2 separate regions of the Mus musculus genome follow, and region 2 is linked to region 1. The links are chromatin contacts, called in public HiChIP or PLAC-seq maps. All regions are on one chromosome and are shown on one strand. Each heading gives the region's core, a stretch centred on a gene start, on an enhancer-like site or on the middle of the called end of the contact. The rest is flanking DNA. Distances are from core to core; before and after follow the strand shown.

Evidence for each region. HiChIP or PLAC-seq counts read pairs in DNA pulled down with a chosen protein or histone mark.
Region 2: an H3K27ac HiChIP or PLAC-seq map of microglia shows a contact between it and region 1, with 5 times the contacts expected there. The contact joins the promoter of Niban2 here to the promoter of Eng in region 1. A contact is called at or near these places in 5 of 39 promoter capture datasets (the C10 cell line, cranial neural crest, embryonic stem cells and 1 more), 4 of 115 datasets of contacts at active chromatin or transcription factors (craniofacial prominence, embryonic stem cells and microglia) and 1 of 9 other capture datasets (liver).

The regions. Positions count from the first base shown.
Region 1 is chr2:32,645,212-32,647,911 of GRCm38.p6, reverse strand. It overlaps Eng (endoglin), which reads right to left and starts at 1,317. Exons shown (of 15, transcript NM_007932.2): 1 at 888-1,317. The coding sequence starts at 954.
Region 2 is chr2:32,874,765-32,877,464 of GRCm38.p6, reverse strand. It overlaps Niban2 (niban apoptosis regulator 2), which reads right to left and starts at 1,331. Exons shown (of 14, transcript NM_146119.2): 1 at 1,061-1,331. The coding sequence starts at 1,115. All of the region lies in intron 2 of Gm13523 (a long non-coding RNA gene), which reads left to right.

The DNA of each region.
Region 1 (2,700 bases), core at 68-2,567:
AACCCGCGATGACAGATTTCCCATCAATTGTGGACTTTGAGTGCCAGGATGGCCCCATCATTTCCCATACTCTTTCTTCCAGGCTGCCCACCCCAACCCTTGAACATGCCCCTGAATCTGCAGGTTGGTAGGCGGGGATCCTCAGGGAGGTGGCTGGGGACCAGGCCCTGCTGTGACCCTTCGTGAGTAGGACTGGGGTCCAGGCTCCTCACCGACCCTCCTCAGATCACTTTCAATAGTCACCCTGGCTGAGAAGATCCACAGAGTCCCTAATGGAGCCTGTACCCTTCTCAGAAAGGCAAATGGAGAAGGCCAGAGCATGTGCCCTTGGGGGGTTCCGGGAGCGGGCAAAGCCCGGGAATGCTGGGAGAACTTGAAGCTAGTGAAACAGAAACTCTTCGGACAAATGATCTCATCACCAGTCTTTGCTCTAAGCATCCTCTGGCACGGAGGCCTCAAGGCTCATACAAGAAAACAAGGAGGTCAAAGTTGGACCCAGAGCCTAAATTTACTTCTGCATCCTCCTTCCTAAACTTCCTCAAATGGGAAACTCAAGGCTCAGAGATGGGAGGGAATACTCTCAGTGATGCATAGCAGTGTAGCTCCTGGCCTTCTTGATAGCTGAACACAGCAGGAAGGATAACAGGAAGGTGCCAACGCTAACTTAAATAGCTTATCCCACTTCTCCCCAGACGTCTAATGCTTAAGTTTGGCATCCTATGAAACATTTTACTCCCACTGAACCAAAATAGTTGGTGATCCCATTTCTACCTCCTAATACATTGGGGGTGGCTTCATCAGCTAGTAGCTTGGGACATGGGAATAAGACCTGTAACACCCAGGGTCTAGCCTGGGCTTGTTCCCACCCAGGGGCGCTGGACACTTACTTGTGGGTACAAAGCTATAGATGACAAACAGCAGGGTAATGGGCAGAGGGAGCACGCCACGGTCCATGCTGTCCACCCGGGAGTCTGTGCGCTGGGCCTTATCCGGTATCCAGAGGTAAGGCTGCGGGCGGGCGCCGGGGCCTGCGTGGGTTCGCGCGGGGATCCGAAGGGAGCAGGCGGCCGGAGCGACCACGTCCCTGCTCCAGCCTTCTGAGGTGGCGGCGGAGAAGTCAGGAGAAGTGGGCTCGAGACTCACAGCAGGGCAGGAGTCTCTAGCTGACTGGGTGGTGGGAAAGAGTCACTGGGCTCTTTCGGGCAGCAGCTGTCGGCGGTCCTGGCCTGGGGACGGGACACAGATGAAGGCAGGGGTCTGACTGTCAGGGCAGGGAGCTCAGCTCATCCAGCCCGGCCCAGAGAGGCAGGAAATGCGCTTCCTTAGAGAAGGGGCCGGGCCAGGCTGCCTGCCAGGCGAGTAGAGGAAGTGCCACAGGCTTTGTCGCTGGGTGGGGGGCCCTGGGATGGGGAGGTAGGGTGATGGGAGGGCCCAGGCAACAGACCTCCCCCATGCACCCCACCCTCCACCTACCCTTGCCAAGGCTGGCTGGTGAGGACACATCTGGCAACCTTATAGGGGACAAGGTCTGGTTGAAGTCCCTGTAGCTCGGGTTCCATTCTACAGATGAGAAAACAAACTGGGACAGCCTTCTGGGAAGATGGAACTTGGGATTCTAGCTGGTCCCCGCCAGCATCAACACAGACTTTCAGAAGCATCGCCCTTGGTTGCACCCTTTGTATTATAGACAGGGAAACTGAAGCCCAACATGAAGAAGATGCGTTCCCAGGTTAACATAGTAGAACAGCTGAGACTGTTCCCATGGAGATGGTCAGGGCCCACACAGTCCCAAAGGCAAGGGAAACACAGCTGACTTTGGTGGCACCCACCTATAATTTTTGCCCCCTGCAGGCCATGGCAGAAGGGATTCGCTGACTTGCAGATCAGCCTGGGCTGATACATAGGGACACTATGTATCCAAAGAGGGACAGGCACAAACTTTCATGGCATTTCTGAAGTCTGATAGCCCTGGGTCTGGGCCTGCCTTATTTATTTCCAAGTAACTCCCTAATCTCTGTTGTTGTTTGTAACGCAGGGCCCAGCTGGGTCCTCTTCACAGCCAGGCTCTTGGGAGATCCCTGAGGGCCAGATGCTAGCCTGCTACAACACTGAACCCTGGGCCAGGTCTGCAGGAGCCGGTTCTCAATCCAGCTCCCTTCCTCAGCCAAGGCAACAATCCCAGAAAGACCCCTGCTCATTCTGCAAACAGTGAACACATACTGTGTCCCCACTGTGCTGCTGGGTAGCATTTAGGGTCAAGCCCAGGGAAGCTTGAAGAAGAAACCTGAGCTGCCCAGAGAGGTGTCAGGGACTGGGGGAGTCCAGATGCAGCAAGCAAAGAACCAAGCATAGGCTAAAGCTGTAAGTGGTATTTGCATCATCCCGGGGCAATAGTAAGGATGTGGGGAGGTTAAGATGCCTATCTCTGCCCACTCCAACATAAGGGGCAGTGGGAGTCATCTCTCTTGAGAAGGCTGAGAAGCAGAACCTCTGAAAGGAGACGTTGACCTGGCGTTTCAGGCCTGGCTTCTAGGTGCCCTCCAGTCTTTGTGCCTCAGTGACCAGGCAAGGTCAGCAGTTTGTCTCTGTGGGGGGCTGACATGAGGCAGGGAGGGTGGGTGTGGTTCCTAAGGCAGCCTGGAGGAAGGTCAGCCTGCTCTCACCCAGGCAAGCATGGGAGACATCGCCTCACCAGGCCTC
Region 2 (2,700 bases), core at 82-2,581, 230 kb before region 1:
GGAAGGCAACACCGAAGCTCTTGGACATTGTGACTGGCTCAAGCAGGGCAGTGGTGCCCCAGGCCTTTAATCCCAGCACTTGGAAGGCAGAGGCAAGTGGCTCTCTACGAATTCGAAGCCAGCCAGGTCTACAGCCACAACTACATGGTGAGACCCTGGCTGGGAAAACCAAAACAAAAGAGACTGGCTCAGGATCACACACTTGGGAGAGAAGCTGAAATTACATTCAGGACCGCCAGGCCTGACTTGCCTGTGGTCAGCCAAGCTTTGTTTTGGGATAGCCTGAGATTCTCACCCCATCTCCCACTCCCTACAATGAGCCCAGGATCCTGCACTCCACAGACTTGGGAGCAACTCCCTCTAGAGAAGTGTCCACCGCGCAGTGACAGGCTGAGAGCAAGGCTGGCAGAAGGAAGGTACTGAGAGGTACTGAGAGACTGAACTCTGGCTCTGAGAGAACCAGCTCTGGCCATAAACAGACCCCCTAGGCTGTAGTGCCAGCACTCTGCTGAGGTAAAGCCCAAAGACAGGGACCCGCCCCTTCAAGGGCACCCCATCTCTCCTTAGCCCCACTCTCCACATTCGGTCCCCGGCTCTCTAAGGGCCCATCCCCCTGTAAGCTTCAGCCACGTGTACCCGGACTGAGGCCAGGGCGAGGAGGAACAAGGCAGCTGAGGGGGGAGTCTGGAAGGTCTGACTCTGTGGGGCAGAGTCCAGAGTAGAGGTTAGGCTTGGAACGTTGTTGGGAAAGATGGGGGGCGCGACCCCTCCGCCACGCCTGTAAGTGCATGGTTCTGGCCAGGCTGGGCTCCAAGGGGAGCAGTGGGATCCAGTAGAGAAATGGGATCCCAGGCTCCTCAAAGGGTGAAAGGAGCATACAGAAGGGCCTGGAAGGGCCGTCCAGACCGAGAGAGAACAAGTTCGGAGGAAGAGTAAGGGTCTGGCCGGCTCTCGTCCCGACCTGGGCCTTGACTCTCGAGTACCGCTCCCCATGAGATCGGAGGCGTGGCCCGGGGTGCCCGGGGAGCCCCAGGCCGGCCGGGCGCTGAGCGGTGCTCACCTGCGATGTGCTGGCGCCGTGCGTCATCCAGGTGTGTGGACAGTACGTCTCCCATGGCGAGGAGAAGACGCGGCCGGATCCGCCCGCCGCTACTCAGACTGACGCCGCTGGCGCCATGGAGTCCGCAGGCCCCGCTGCCGCCGTCGCCCCGCAGCCCCGCTGCCGCCTCGGCTGCTCTCTCTGCGCTCCCACCGAGATCCCCACCGCGTCCCTCCCTCCGGCCGCTGCTGCCTCTCTAGCCCGCGCCCAAGCCCCGGCGCCCGCCCCGCCCCGCCCCGCCAGGCCAGGCCAGGCCACGCCCCTGTCGGAGCCACGCCCTCCTCTCCAGTCCAAGGCGGGAGGGGACCTCCAGACAGCGAGGAGACTTAGACAAAGAGAAGATCCCCAGAAAGGAGACCCGGGACGGACCTGCTTGGTGTGCTTCAAATTCAGATAGCAGCGAAGAAAAGGCTGATGGGGGTATCGCAGAAAACGGAGAGCCCTTGGGGCTGTAGCCTAAGCGTCTCCTCTCCCCTCCTCAAGCCGAGGACAATGTAGGGACTACAAGGGGACGCCGGGACGGACGTGTGGGAATTCAGCATTCCTCCTGCCCCCTTCCCCCAGTCTCGCCCACAGCTGCTTGCACTGGGGAAGTCCCCTAGCCTTGATCGGACCTGTCCTAGAAGGTGTGCCAACCCGTCTTGCACAATAGATAGGGGTAGACGGGGAGGGAAAATGGACAAGTATGGGGTGGAAGACTGAGGGACAAGGGAGGGGAAGAGATGGGGCGGGGGGTGCGGGGGGACATGGTTAGAGCTCAAAGATATCATCAAGAGGTCATTCCTCAGGCCCGGCTCGTGGGCGTTTCATTCGAAGGAGGCTTGCTGAACAGAGCAAAGCAGGAAGGCTATTTTTGCACTTTGTTAGACTGTCTGAAATGAAAAGCCGGGACCTCGGACTCTGGGTACTTGTACAGTAGGGCTGGGCATGGGTAGGTAACTAACAGAAGGTGTTTCGGTTTCTGGACCTCCCAAGCCGGTAGAGGAGACTAATTTGATGACTTGGTCTGCACTGCCTGTGTGACCAGGGCTGGCTGTGTTGCTGCTCCCTCACACCTCTTGGCTCACCACTATAATGCGCTCCACCAGTTATTAGCTGCTCTCCCTGTAACCCTGACACCTGGCAGCAGGATTGTAACAGTTACCTATAACTAGGCACCTGTCTTGTAGGCCTGTCACCACCACACCAGGTGATGCAGACTCTCTGTCATGCTTTCCATCAGCAGTCAGCCACTGTGGTGAACACTCATTTGCTAAGCCTCCTGCAAGATGCTGTGCTTAAGTGTAGGGGTGCATGCAGTAGGGAGGACAGATCTGAGGCTGTGGGGCTGGCGAGACGGCTTAGCTTAGCGGTAAGAGCTCTTACTACTCTTGCAAGAGCACTCCGGTCCTTTCCTGGCACCCACATCAGGCAGTTCACAAATGCCTATAACTACATTTCCCGGGTATCTGACTACTACTTCTGCCTCTACAAGCTACTATACTCACCTGGGGTGAATAAATTCATGCAGGAAAACACATGTACATATAAACAAATAAATGATAAGATGTTGAGGTCAGCCTAAACAAGCTGCAAAGCAAGTTTGAGGCCAGTCTAAGACA